Linked DNA regions of Columba livia: region 1 is linked to region 2. Evidence: chromatin contacts called from public Hi-C data. All regions are on one chromosome and are shown on one strand. The core of a region is the stretch at or near the end of the contact, and the rest is flanking DNA. Distances in the headings are between cores, read along the strand shown. Region 1 has its middle 27 kb from the start of URI1. Region 2 has its middle 3.7 kb from the start of PLEKHF1.

Region 1 (6,864 bases), core at 398-2,897, 110 kb before region 2:
AATTTATGACAGGTGGAGCCATTTGTCTTTAGCTAGGAAATGGTCCATCGCAACAGGGCAAGTGGATGGAGACTGGAGGGAGGGAAGGAAGGCCTTTAAGAGCTCCCACACCAGCCTTGCCCACGGTGGCCAGGGAGGCTCAAGCTCAGCACCAGAAGTACAGGCACTCGCACAAATAATTTGCTCTGAAGACTTTCAATATTAATTTTATTCATCAATCCTTTAAAAGAGATTCCAAAACTAAGATGGCAAGTAATTTTTTAACTTGCATTTCATGCAAAATTAATTGTTTAAAAAAAAAAAAAAAAAATTACAGTTGCTGCCCGTTTTCTGCTGAAAGCACCTTAGGTTACCTTGTGTCAGGAAAATAAAGGGAAAATATCTCTTAAAATGACCCTTTTGTGCTCTCTCCTGAGAGGGGAATACGTTTGAAGGGCTTTGCATTTGTTGCAACTATTTTACACCCACCCTGGTTCTAATTAACTGCTGTTGGCTGGAAGAGCTGCCACAGCTCCCTGAACCAACCATCCAAGTCAGGGACACTTTGGGGCACTTTGGGCAGGAGCATGGTTGGAGCCAACCCTCACCTCATTTCAACTTACCCCAACACCAATGAAATGGTGTGAAAAGGGAAATGATTTACATTCCTGCTGTACTTTTTCAGAAACATGCTAGTTTTCTCCCCAGAAGAATGTTGCTGTCAAACCCATCCTCTCTGCACGCTGAGCCATGGGCTGCTTAGCAGTAACAGGGGGGACCCACCCGTTCGTCTGCAATTAAATCCATCCTCCCCACTTTTAACATCCAAGTCATAAAATTCACACAGCTAAATTAAAGATGTTGTTAATTATTTTATGGACTTGTTGCCAATTCATTCTCTCCCGTGTTATACTGAGGTCAGTTAAGTGCTGCAGCTTGTCCCCTGTTCCCCAGCAGCACCGTGTGTGCAATGCAGAGAAAAAATGGGCAAGAAGTTGTATTGCTTCAAGTCAAACAAAATAAGGTGTGTTTGCCAGTTGATTACTAAACCTAGGAAAGATCAAACGGCTCCAGTGGAGGAGAACTGGGTACAGCAGCTTGTAGCAAGTGCTGTGGCTAATTCCAGACCAAAGGGGAAGCAGGATAAGAGGAAATTTATGAGTAAGCTCTTGAAGTAATGAAACGAAAGTAATGCTGATTGGCCTCATTTACAGCAGTTCAAAAGCTGATCGGCATCACTGAAGTAGTGAAGGATCAACTGACAATCATTTCCAGGGCGAGGAGCAGAGCTGACTCGCAGGACACAGTGTAGGGGGGGCCAGGAATGGGGGCCTTACAGCTACTGGCCCCTGTGCACCTCCCCGGTATCGCCTGGAGGTCCCACTGGCCCTGCTGGGGCAGTGCCCAGCTTCCTTGGGGAATGCGGTATGCAGTGCTGAGTGATGACCAGAGCAGCGCACCCGCTTGGTATTTTGCCTCTTTAAAATGGGGGGCAAGGCTGGAGAGTTGGTGAGTGCCCCAAAGATACCTCCTGGGAGACAAGCACTGTGCACAGAAAGCACTGCGCTCATGCAAAGTGGGGCCTGTGGCTGGATGGGCTTCCCAGAAGCAGGACGTCAGCTGAACTCCCACCAAGCACTCGCCCTGTTCATGGAGCTCGTGGGGCCTCCCAGGGCTGCAGCAGCCTGGGGTGAGCACAGACCCTGCGGCTCGTGGCCCCCCCTGCTCACCCAGCGTGGTCAGCACTGTGCTCAACCACAGCAGCTGGTAACCAACACATCGGAATAAAAGCTGATGGCTCTTCAGTTATTCTAGAGCCTATTTTTAGAAATACGGAGCTTTCTTTCCAATGGTTCATAGCGTGCTCACCCAGAAATGGGGCAGGGAGAAAAAAAACTGCACATTTGTTACTAATATACCTTTGCTTCAAAACTGAGTTTGACCCATGTCTGGGTCAGACTTGTGTGGGAATACATTATTTGTGAACATGGAGCCATCTGGAAAACATGTGCTTCCGCTGAATTTGGACAAAACCATCTGCCCATAGGTTGCACCAACGTGCTGATGGAACATGCGGTTTATGGAAATGTTTGTCTCTTCCTGGCTGATGTACTGTGTTATGACTAATTTTTGTAGGCCACATTGCATTAAGTCAGGATGTGCAGTGAAAACAACATGCCTGATAAAATCTTCTGTGAGATAATGAAATATATACATTTTGAAACTGTGGAGAGAAAAAAATGGGCTTTTCCACCTACATATGGATTCAGGTCCTTGTGTAAGCACAAAATTGTTGTCCATAAACCAATACGGCCAAAAACATGGTGTTTCCAGTAGCCTTTCACCTACCTGGGCAGGGGTAGGAAAACAACACTAATCCAAAATTAGTGAAAAGTTTTTAAGCTTTGCATATTTACACAAAACACAACGAGCTACTTCAGTTTAGTTTCTGTGACACAGACAATCCTAAGCCACAGCTGCAGCAGCTGTTTTACAGGACACGTTGGTTGTGCCTCTCTGAGTTGCTCACACTCTGTGGGGACTGAAATCCAAACTTTATTCGCGTGGAAAACAGAATCCCACGAGAGACCAAGAGTTTCCAGGTGTCCGTGCGGAGGCAGGGCCGGACTGGGTGGCTTGGCCAGAGGCAGGTGGGATTCTCCGGGGGGTGACTCGTTATTAACAAGGGAAACTTGTTATTTTGGGGTGGTGGGAATGCAGCGGCGTGGGTACGGGCGCGGGTCTGCATGTGCGGCGGGAGGATGCGGATGCCGCGGGGAGGATGCGGAGCGGGCGCGGCCGGAGGATGCTGGGGCGGGAGGATGCTGGAGCCGGCGGGGAGCGGCGGGGCCGGAGCGGCGGGGCCGGGCGGGGAGCACGGGGAGCTGCCCACGAGGTGGCAGCAGACCCTTTGCAATGCGGCGGCGGGGCCGGGCGGCGGGCGGGGGCTCTGCCGGGACAGCCCGGCCCCTGCTGCGCCTTCCCCGCCCGCAGCTGCCCCGGGCCGGAGAGCCAAGAGGTGGCTGTGGGGTGAATTGCCTTTCCATGGGTTTTGCGTTGCGGCGGGACAGGACTGCCAGGGACACGTCTCCTGGCAGGGCTGGGGCGACAGGAGAGTGTGTCCAGGCGGTAACTCGGGTTCCCTGGAGGTGTGCGCTGCTCAGAGCTCTGCCCCGTTTCAACCCACTTCTGCCATCCACCCAGCAATGCCCTTTTCTGCCACGCTCAGCACAGCTTGCTGGTGTGCTACTGATGCGATAAGAAACTTAATGTTGTTGAGATCTTTTAAACGTAGCAACAGGAGAAAATTGTATCCCAAATATCTCTACTTCGCGGGAACAGATCCTCCAGGGGAGGCAGGCTGGAGCAGGAGCGACCTGCAAAGCTCTCAGCCGAAGGTGAAGCTGGGCAGCGAAGCACAGCTGGGGCAATGACACTGCTGGAGCACAGAAGGTCTCTCGACCACCGCACATGCCACAGTCAGAGAGAGGTTTCTCTCCTGCTGGGGGAAAAGAAGGCATTTCCCACAAGGCGTGTAGGCACAAACAAGCCCTGCATTAGCCCTTCTCCAGTAGCTGTGGCGTCGGGCACCACAGACATGGGTGTGTTGGGGGCTGGGTGCGCAGGAGGCCCCTGCAGCTGTGCGGGACAAGCAGGGCTGGTTTTAGCTACAGCTACAAGGCACGATCAGCAATGCAAACCCAGACAGGGCACCATCAACATTCAGCGGCTGGTAACTGTATCTGGGGACCTGCGGGCTGATGGCAGATGGCTGAAGGAGTTTTTCTTTATAAAGTGAAAATGCAAACATGGAATCACTGTCCGCACTGATTTCCCCTCCAAAGAGCTCACGCGCTAATAGAGACTGCTACACATCTCCTCAATTAAGCAGTCAAGACGTGCTGAATAATAAATGAGCACAGAAAGGCCTCAGCTGCAGCTGGGACCGAGTCCCTGGGTAAGTGCGGCGAGTGCAGCGGGTGCACGCTGCACTGGCAGAGCGTCCCCAGCCCTGACTTGGCCGGGAAAGCTCCTCTCCAAAGAGCCCAGCTTTCTCCCCATAGCTGGTGCTTTCCCCCTCTGGGAGCCTACAGTGCTGGGGAGAGGACCAAGACCAAAGACACGAGCATCCCACCATCCCTGTCCTTCCCCTCTCTGCTCACAGCTGCCAGTTCCCTGCCACCTCTGCATCTTTGATACACAGATCGCTTTAAATGAATTATGTGGGGTTATATGTATACATATGAGAATAAAGTAAAACTTAATTAAAAGGTATGACCTACATCGAGCAAGACCATCAAGCATCTGTTACATTAAATGAGGTGGATGAGTCCTCCATCCTGCTCAGATTTAGCATTCATTTTTGGGAAAAGCGTGGGCACGATGGCGTTTTATTCCTACTATGTGTGGCCGTATACCTTTGTTTAAAAAGCTGTAAGGAGCAGAGAAGTGAAAGGAACAAATTTAGTTTGAGGTTATTGCTTGGGTGGGCAGGAGAACATGAAAATTCAAAACATCCCAGCAGCCTGTAGATGTAGGCAAATGCCTGGCTATTCAGGCAACTGATTATTCAATAAATGCAAACGGACAACGTGAAGCATCACTGAACTTGAGAGATAAAGGTCCTAACAATAGAGGCTTTTTACAGTGTGAGTCCAATTTTTTTTTTGCCTGTTTATATAAGTAAAACCCAATTTGAGCAAGTGGAACATCAGCTCTTTACAGTGAAAGATAATTTGGCCAGAGCAGCCAATAAGATTGTGTAAGATCCTCTAAAGAAAGACCAAAATATGTATCCTCATTTCATTAATAAATGGATTGAATCCAAGCATAAAAACGATGTCACTTTAATGGTTTCTCCAACTGGTAGCCACATTCCTTGTTAGCAAGAGATCCCATGTGGGAGCATTAAAATAAGACATCCCCACACAGGCTGGAAACGATGAAACACGATCTAGCAGCTTCAGCACGCATCGGAGGATGGAGCTTGGTAATAAAATATTCAAATAAGCAATTCAGCCCTAAATGTTTCTGTACCTGCTGGGTGTCCAGATTTTGAAACTGGGATTTGAAGTTTTCTGTATTTCTAAGTGCCAAGTTTTCCCAAGTAAAAATGAAAACAAATGTCAAAACCAGATAATTATGACCCAGTTTGTAGCAGGCAACCTAACTGGAAAATTTAAGCCCATATTTTGGCTGAGTACAGGAAGAACATCAAAATCTAGCATCTCTTTGTGGATAAATCTGTGTGAAGTTGGCATGCCACAGGTAGGAGAGGGACCATGTGATATGGTAGGTTCTCATTTTTTGCTTCAGTAGACTCATTTTTTATTGAATAGCAGAGTAAATATTTAAGCAAAACTAGTGTAAACTGCTGGCAGGTATGCCATGCTAAGTAGCAGTCATTTACTTTTAAATAATTAAAAGTCAATATACAAGCATAGTATTCTTGTTGCAGTGCAGCATACAGTACCACCACTTTGCCTACGTGTCACTTCAGAGCCTGATTTACTAAGAAAACATTTAGCTCAGCTCATTTGAAACCAAAGGGGAAAAAAAGAAGTTTTTTTAAAAAACAGCCCTCTCTATTGTGTATGATTGCAGGTATTTTGGCTACACAGACCCCAGCTATTTCTGGGTAAGGTTGAATTTGCATTACTTGTGGGGCTGATAAGGAAAGCCCTGATTTCCTTTGCATTATGCATAATGGAAGTGTCAGGATGGCTCTGATGGCGTTTAATTAAATATTTGGCAGTGTTTAATTAATTAAATATTTAAACACTAAATACTAAATAGGATGTGATATCTGCTTAGTGGACATTATGTCTCAATAGCCATTAGTCATTAAATAGGACACAAATTGGCCCTAGAAGACTCCCCTTAGCTAAGCAAGGTCTTAAGTACATGCACTTTTGGATTTTCATTAATAAGTAATAGAGGCCAATTCAGACTATGTAGCAACACAGAAATCCCTATTAACAGAAATGTTAATGTCTCTGTTTGAGACCAAGCTCTCCAGCCCAGAGAGCAGATGAGATGCTCAAAGCGCAGGGGTGCGATGCAGCCCCTTGGGCAACGGATGGGGCAGCAGCCAGGGTGGGAAGGCAGCGACTGGAGATCGTCCCACCACAGCCATGGGACACCCACCAGCAGCTTCGCAGGGAAGGACAAGAGCGCAGCACATGGATGCCTGTGGTCTGCCAGCCCCATGATACTGATGTGGGACTATTTTGGGATAACTTCAGGGGATTTAAAATTGATTACATGGTTTAGCGTTCACACACACTTATAGTCGCCGCAAGAGCCCCGCTCACCCGGGGAGCCGCGTACAGCCGCCTCGCCATAAATGAGAATCAGGCTCCGCACACCCACCCTCTGCCAGATTCCCACAAGCGTTTGCCATGGGCTGGTCCAGCCAAACATTCCCACATGCCAGTGCTCCAGACGTGTGCTCTTCCCGTAGCATCGTTACAACAGCCCGCACGTTGAAAACTAAGAATGTGTGTAAGCGCTTGGGTGAAGTGAAGTCTATAAAAAAGAGAGGGACTGATGCTTTAAAGATTTTTCCGTAAGACATTTTTAGCAGGGAAACAAAGTTTTACAGGCCCTTGTGGTTTTGAATTTGCAATTGCATTATTCTCTATTCCCTAGAAGACTACGAGTGGCAAACACATAATACTTTTAATCTCAGTAGTATTTTTGGTAAGATTTATCATTTTTACCATTAAATCAAAAAACCCCACTCAAGTTCATATCCGCAGTTCCTTTCACTGCCGTGTTGCTCAGCAGTGATTTCACAAACAGCACAGATGGCGCCCAAGGGACTCCGGCTCCCTGGGGAGGGCGAGTGACCCTGGCACCCACTCTGCCCACAAACCCGGGGCT
Region 2 (6,881 bases), core at 2,246-4,745:
TTCCCCGTTAGTCCCTCCTTGGGCCGGGGCCAGTTCCCCGTTAGTCCCTCCTTGGGCCGGAGCCGCTCCCTGGGGCTGCCTCGGGGCGCCCGCGCCCTTCAGCACTTGTCCGCGGGCTGACCCAGGGTGTGCGGCCCTTCAGGCGCCTTTAAGCTTTTCCTGCATTTTCTCCGTAGCTCACGCCCGGTCAGCGCAGGGGCTGGTGCTCTCGGGGGTACCCCAAGGAGGTCTTTTGCCGTGGCTGTGCCTCCTCGGTGGCTGCGTGTGCCACAGTCTATCCCGTTGCTGCCTGCGAGCACAGCCCGTGGTTGTCTCTTAGCACCTGCTGCAGGCGGCCTGGAGATGTGGGTGAGCGGAGCTCTGGCCCTGCTTGGTGCTGTAAAACAACCCCTGGCTACCCAGGCCTGTGCTGGTCTATAATTCAGATGCTTGCTCGCTTTCTGTAATAGCTTTTCTATATTTAATGGGAACTGATGGAGCTGTCAAAGTATTAGAAATGTGTTTTTTTTTTTCTCCAGGTTTTCATTTTCTTTGGTAATAATGTGGGCTGGGAAGCTCGTGGTGTGCTTCAGAACTGAAGTGCTTGGGCAGTCAGAAGAGTTTCCACGAGACTTTATATCTTCATGCTTTGCGTCCGATGATCTGACGAGCGTGGACTAAGCTAATTGCAGTACGTGGCTCCCTGGTGGTGTGTGAGAGAGTTACAGAGAGGGCTGTGGGGTTGTTAACAGACTTCTGAAAACCTGAGAGAAGAGAGCTCGCTACTCAGGGCAGGCTGCTGGGCTGAGCACTGATTTTCAGATTTTTTCTAGGGCTTTGGAGTCTTTTCTGTCCTTGTGGGGAAGCAGGACTGAGTGGTCTGTCGGTTGAAGGAGGGGCAGAGCCTTTGCAGACCAATTCTCACTACAGAGCCATTCAGCGTTGAGCTCAGACACCAGCTATCTCTGTCCTGGCTGCCCTGTGAGCAATCTGCCAGGCCTGGGCAGATCTACCCAGCCTAGAAATTAATTCTCAACAAAGTGCTTTTTTACATAAAGCTAAGTGTAAATATACAATGTGCTGGATTAAATATGTCAGAATTTGTCTTAGCTCCCAGGATAATTCACATCTAACCAGACATAGATTATTACTCTTAAAGTGTCTTTTTGTTTGTTTAGTTGGGTTTTTTGTTTGTTTTGTGTGTGGGTTTTGTTTTCCTTTGTGCTAAAACTATTCTGAAATTGCTTGCATGTTATCCTAATCATAGTCTTTATCATTAAGGTGTAGTACTTTGATTTATTTTTCTTGTTGTTTCTCAGTGAGGTCACCTGGGCAGTGATCATTATGTGTCAGCCAAACGTAGCACTAGGTTGACCAAACAGCATGGGATTTGAAGGTTGTTTCTGCTTTCCTCCTCTTGGGTCAGAAGTGGAGGTGTGTTCAGGCAGCAGGTGCACAAGGGAAGGGAAGCCCCAGGTGTGCGCTGGGCATTCAGTAAGTATTAACCAGTTGCATTTGAGAGCTGACGATGGGGTGGTTGTTTTGGAAGCTGCTACATCCTTGTTTTAATGCCTTATTGAGATACAAACTCAGAGTTTGACCCGTAACCTTAAGAGCTATTTGATAGGCAGGCTCAGCAGCTCATTTTTTCCCTGGCTGTAAAACTGAAACATTTGTGATATCACTTGAAGAAGCCACAGCTCAAGTTACTGTCTTTTTAAAGTCTCTTTACCTTGCTCCAGTTGCATTACCTGATCTATTGCCTCTGGCATTTTCTCCAAAACCACTTGTTTCTCAGTAGCAGAAATATCTTCCTTAACTGGGATGCAATAATTTCAAAGCAAGTAAAGAAAGCTGCAGCTGCTCAGCTGAGTCAGCCAAAGGTAAGCTCTGCAGGGGAGAAAATGGCTTTTTATTATCTTCTAGTGGCAAAATTACTACAACAGCCTGCAGGAAAAGATTAGATTATAATAGTAACAAAAACATCTGTTCCATTTTGAGCTCAGTGTATGGTTAGTGCATGTTAAAAAAAAACCCAAACCAACGCATTTTATAAAATTATTTTGAATAAAATTCAATATTGAGATTCAGTTTGGGATGTTAAAAACTCACCACGATCAAAGGATAGACTGTGTTTTTAACTAATTGACTACATGGGGCATTTCATCAGCGGACAAGACAGGTTTTAGCTATGGAAATTTTATTCAATTGAACTTGGAATACTGCTATTACTTAATGAGTGAATAAATCAACGTGTGTTCTTTATAAGGGTTACTTGTAAGCATGAATAATCTCTGTCCTATGCTCTGTGAGACTGTGGTGTGCATGGAGGGATGAATGTTTGTGTGGTCTGGCTCCTGGTGGATTCAACTAATCAGCCTATTTTAGAAATGTATGAACTGCCGTGATTGATTTGTGTCTCAAGCACTACCAGCATCACTCGTGTGCTTTAGAAATGAGGTTCTTACAAGTCTGATGGTGCAGAAATTGGAGCCCCACTCAGACTGAAACTTCAGAACATCATTTTCTCATGTATCACTTGTCCACATGCGCTGGAACTGCTTCCAGGCAAACCTGTTTCAAAGTGTCGTTGTGTCCTTACAGCCTCTCTGGGTCCATGTGTGGAAAGGTGGCACTTCCTGAGTTGTTCCTGGGAGCCTGGCTGCAAAATAATTGTCAGAATTATGAATATATTCCTGAAATCAACCTTGAAACCTGCTTGCTCCTCTGTCTTTTGCATAATGAGGCAATGCACAATTAATGTGCTTTTGTTTTTACAATGGCCGTACTGTGCTCTGCATGTATGCAGCACTTTAAGGATTTTGAAGTGCAGCATAAATTCTAAGAACTGTTTGAGGTTTTGTACCCTCCTTAAGTGAAGTAAAACTAAAAACTTGGAGAGTTACATATGGTCATATGCAGTGTGATTGCTGAAGTAGGAATAATGGGTTATTTGCTATTGTTTTCAGCAGCAACAGGCTCTGGCTCAGAGTGAATCACTTGGGAGACTGAGGAACATCCCCCAGAGCTCCTGACTCATGGCCCCATGTGCCTCACCGCAGGGTCATGTCCCAGCTCAGAAATCTCAGTGATAATTGCAAAAGCTGTGTGCAAGGAGCACAAAACTACTCAGCCTTGCAGATTCTAAAGTTGCAAGTTTGCATCGCAAGAGCCTTTGTGTTTGCTGTGCTTTGCCCTTCGCTGCTCAGACCTTCAGCCCTGTTCTGCTGATCACATGTGCAGTGCTGTGCTTGGCCTTTAGGTAGAGTTGAATCTGAAATCTTGAACAGCAAATAGTGACAAAGCAGGTAAACAGCAGATGCTAAGTCTAAATGCTGTGTATAAATACGTAATAATTATTTACTCTTGGATGGATCCTAGGAAAAAGAAAGAAGAGGCTGTGTTCTCCCCAGTAAAAGAAGACACATGTGGTTGTCAGCACTAGGATAAGGGTTTCAAACCCATGCTATCTTTAGGCTGTGAGCTGGTATTTGTGTTAAGCTTTGGCAATTGACTGTGGATCTCTGTGCTGTGAAGCCATAAGGTATTTTGCTTGTTCCTTCTTAATTTTAAGTGATAAATAGCAGTGGTGAAACATGCAGTGGGAGAGAAGAATGCTAGGGATTTCCCTGCTAAGCCAATTTCAGTTTTAATAACTTGTTCTCTTCACAGTGGTCTGTAACTGTAATCACAGAAGTGGTTAGAAGATCTGATGTAAAGCTTGGCAAGAGTTTTAATTTCTGTTTTGGATCAGCATGTAATATGTAGTTCCATTTATATCCTCCCTCTTAACTGTAAAATACTCAGGGTATTTTGTCACTGAAATGTTCTTAATCTGAAGTCATCTGTGTGTACCATTCTGCATGATAGAGTATACTGTGAGCAGGAGACATGGTAAAACCTGAAACTAAAAACCATGGGCAAAGGAAATACAGTGATTTATGCCCGTGGGGTCAAGCGGAGAGTGTGCAGGAGCATGGTGGATGTCAGGAGGGCTTGCTGGACCTCTGGCGCTGGGCATGTGCAGTGGTGAGTGGGAAGCTGCTGCTGACAGGCCCATGGATGTGCCTTGCAGTGCAGAAACACCCTCAACATCCCACACTGATGGCCCTTTCTGTGCCTCCCAGAGCACCAATGCCACATGTCCCATGGCAGCTCTGTGGCTTCTCCAATGTGGCTGTTGGTTTGAAGGGCATTTTGTAGCTGAAAAGTGAGCGGATCCAAGCAAAGGAGGAGTAGTATTGTTTCAGTGGAAAAGGCTTTTTTTTTTTTTTTTTAAATCCAGGTTACGTAGTCTCCATTTTTTCAGGTTGTGTCACTAACCCATGCTTTCTTTCATCCTTAACAGCATGAGCTTCATGTTCATTTTCTGAGTGGATTGATCAAGTGGGTCAGTCGCCGTGAGTCTCCAGGTTGCACCCAAGAGCTGCCCCGTACAGGGACGTATGACGGGGAAAGTTCAGAAGTTTGTTCTCTTCAGAGGAGGGGGACAGGTGAGTACACACTGATGAACAAGCAGTAGGTTGGGCATACTGCCAGACAGCTAGTTCTGAGTAGTGTTCCCAGATAATGGGAGCAGGTTCTAGTTGAAATATGAAAGGGGGAGGTGAGAAAGAAGTAACAGAGTATGAAATCTCAGAACTGTGAGAATGTGCAGGTATCCAGTGCAGAGAGGAATGTAATATTAGAGGAAAAAAAAAAGCATGAAATTCATGTGGAAAAAAGAAGTGTGTCTAAAAAGGCTACTGAAAGCGTTTTGCACCATGCTATGAGGGAGTATAGCACCTTTTGGGCTCAGCTCCTTTCAGAATAACATCATTCTGTGCATGTTCTTCAGATGAACTCTTCCTACCATTGCTATTCTATTTAAACAGTGATCTCATATTCAGAGTATAAATCATGGTGAACAATTAGGTATTTCAAACATTAAACTTAGGTAGATTAGGCATTTCAAATATTTAAGTGGGGGGAAAAAAAAGCATAGGAACAAGAGTGTGATAATCATCAGTTAATTTAAAAAGATGTAAATGTGTTCACCTGTGATTGACTGTTTAGTCAAAGACATCTAAAAGTGCTTCATTCATAAGCCCTGCTTTGCCCATGGATATAGCTTCTATTTATGTGAAGAAGATGCTTTGGCCTCTTTTCTTTGGAACTGCTGACCAGGATGAGTGTGTGTGTCACTCAGAAAAGAAAAATCATCCCTTTGTAAGGAACCCACGCCTTGCCTCACATTCAGTGGCTTTTCTGTAGGAAGGCATCTACTGTGATTGCCTGGGGAAGTTTTATGCATCAAGTGCATATTGCAGAGAGCTCTGTGAAAGGGGAAAATTAAAAAAAAAAAAAAAAGAAAATCTATGTTTCCTTTCATGGTCTTCAAATATAAGGGAAAATAGAAAGGCAGTGTTTTTTTTCAAGGTGTTCTGCTGACATTCTGGAAACCAAGAGAGGAAGCCTCAGCTTGGCTGGGATTCCCATCCATTGGCAGGCTGGATCTTTAAATGGAGAGCTGCTGAGCTGAAGGAGAAGCTGTGGGGATTTCTTACCAGGTGGAAGAGGTTGGTTGGCTTTTACAGAGTGCATTGCTGCCTGGGCTGTGTAGGGTATGAGATGTGGTACAGGCTAGGGTGCAGAGGATGTGTGAAAGATCACATCTTAATTTGTGAAGTGTAAAAATTGTTGCCTGCTTGAGAAACCAGAGGGATTTTGTGAAATAAGAGGTGTGTTGTGGGCTGTTGAGTTACATCTGAAGGAGGAGTTGAGGATTCTGCTCTGCATTTAATCTCAAGCTGTGCAAAAATTGTCCATGTACATGTGCCACCATCCTGCCTTTTTGGGAGTGGAAGAACCTGCAAGAGTTAATGTTTTCCTGAGATTTCTCTCTTAATGATATACTGAAATATGCAGGAAGCTTTGTTTCTTGTTTTCTGTGGTGTTTTTTTTTTTTTTGTTGCTTGCTTGTTTGTTTTTGTGTGTGTCTTAGAATGGATTATTTCTTCTCTAACCTCAACCCTGAAGAGGATCAGGGGGAGGCAGGGGAGGACACCACAGTTTGGCACTGTACTGTTTGAGCTGTTTGAATTCATTAGCTTGGGAACCCCCACAAATGCCTCAGGCTGTGTACCTCCTCATGCACCCAACTTGGGAGAATCTCTTACTGCTACTGCATGCATTAGCCTTCATTAATACAATTAGCATAATAGCGATTAGGATTTATTATTCCCTACAAACAGATAAAGCCAGTAATACATATCTCAGAATCAAATTCCTCAGCTTCTTGTCTTGGGATTGCTTTATTTTGGCATTGTTTGCTCTTTATATCCTTCCCTCTCCTAGAAGAAAGCAAGCCACTTAATTGTAAAACTGTTTGGGTCAAGGAAATGCACTGAGATGATCTTTCACGCATGCTAAATAGGTGAATTGATCTATGGGACCCACACAGCTCAGACAGCCACTCAACAGTCGAAACTGCGAACTTCATCTTCTTCAAGCACAAAAGCTACTTAGTTTCCCCATGTTGAAGACTTTTTATAATAGCAGTAAGACAACTCTAGAGAGAACCATCTAATATTAACTCCAGGGAGTAATCATCTAATCACAATCTGGGGGTGATTTGAAGCACTCATCTGGACCAAATGCCTCACAACACCCCAGGAGTGGTTTTATTGCATGATAGCAGTACTCCATTGAGCCTTATTGCTTAATTAAAAACAAATTCCCAAGTAATTTTTTTGCCTTTCCATAAAAACACAGTAGTACATAGCATGTATAAAACATCCATTAAATGATGGTAGATGCAAATTTACATTGTGAGATACAATCCGTTTCTTTACCACTTGGGGTTGAAGTTAAATGTAAAACCATTTCCTATAATCTGTGCACTGCTGTGTTTAGAGAGGAAT

The links. Hi-C and Micro-C count contacts between places; a contact is called where the count stands out from the background.
Region 1: a Hi-C map of crop shows a contact between it and region 2, with 3 times the contacts expected there. The contact joins two enhancer-like sites. A contact is called at or near these places in 2 of 2 Hi-C or Micro-C datasets (crop and liver).

What each region holds. Positions count from the first base shown.
Region 1 is chr13:13,799,519-13,806,382 of bColLiv1.pat.W.v2, reverse strand. No RefSeq gene overlaps it. Among named protein-coding and RNA genes, the nearest start is that of URI1, 27 kb to the left of the region's middle. Within about 2 kb of position 1,647, at least 1 of the 3 cell types and tissues checked has an H3K27ac peak away from gene starts, as active enhancers do.
Region 2 is chr13:13,687,530-13,694,410 of bColLiv1.pat.W.v2, reverse strand. No RefSeq gene overlaps it. Among named protein-coding and RNA genes, the nearest start is that of PLEKHF1, 3.7 kb to the left of the region's middle. Within about 2 kb of position 3,495, at least 1 of the 3 cell types and tissues checked has an H3K27ac peak away from gene starts, as active enhancers do.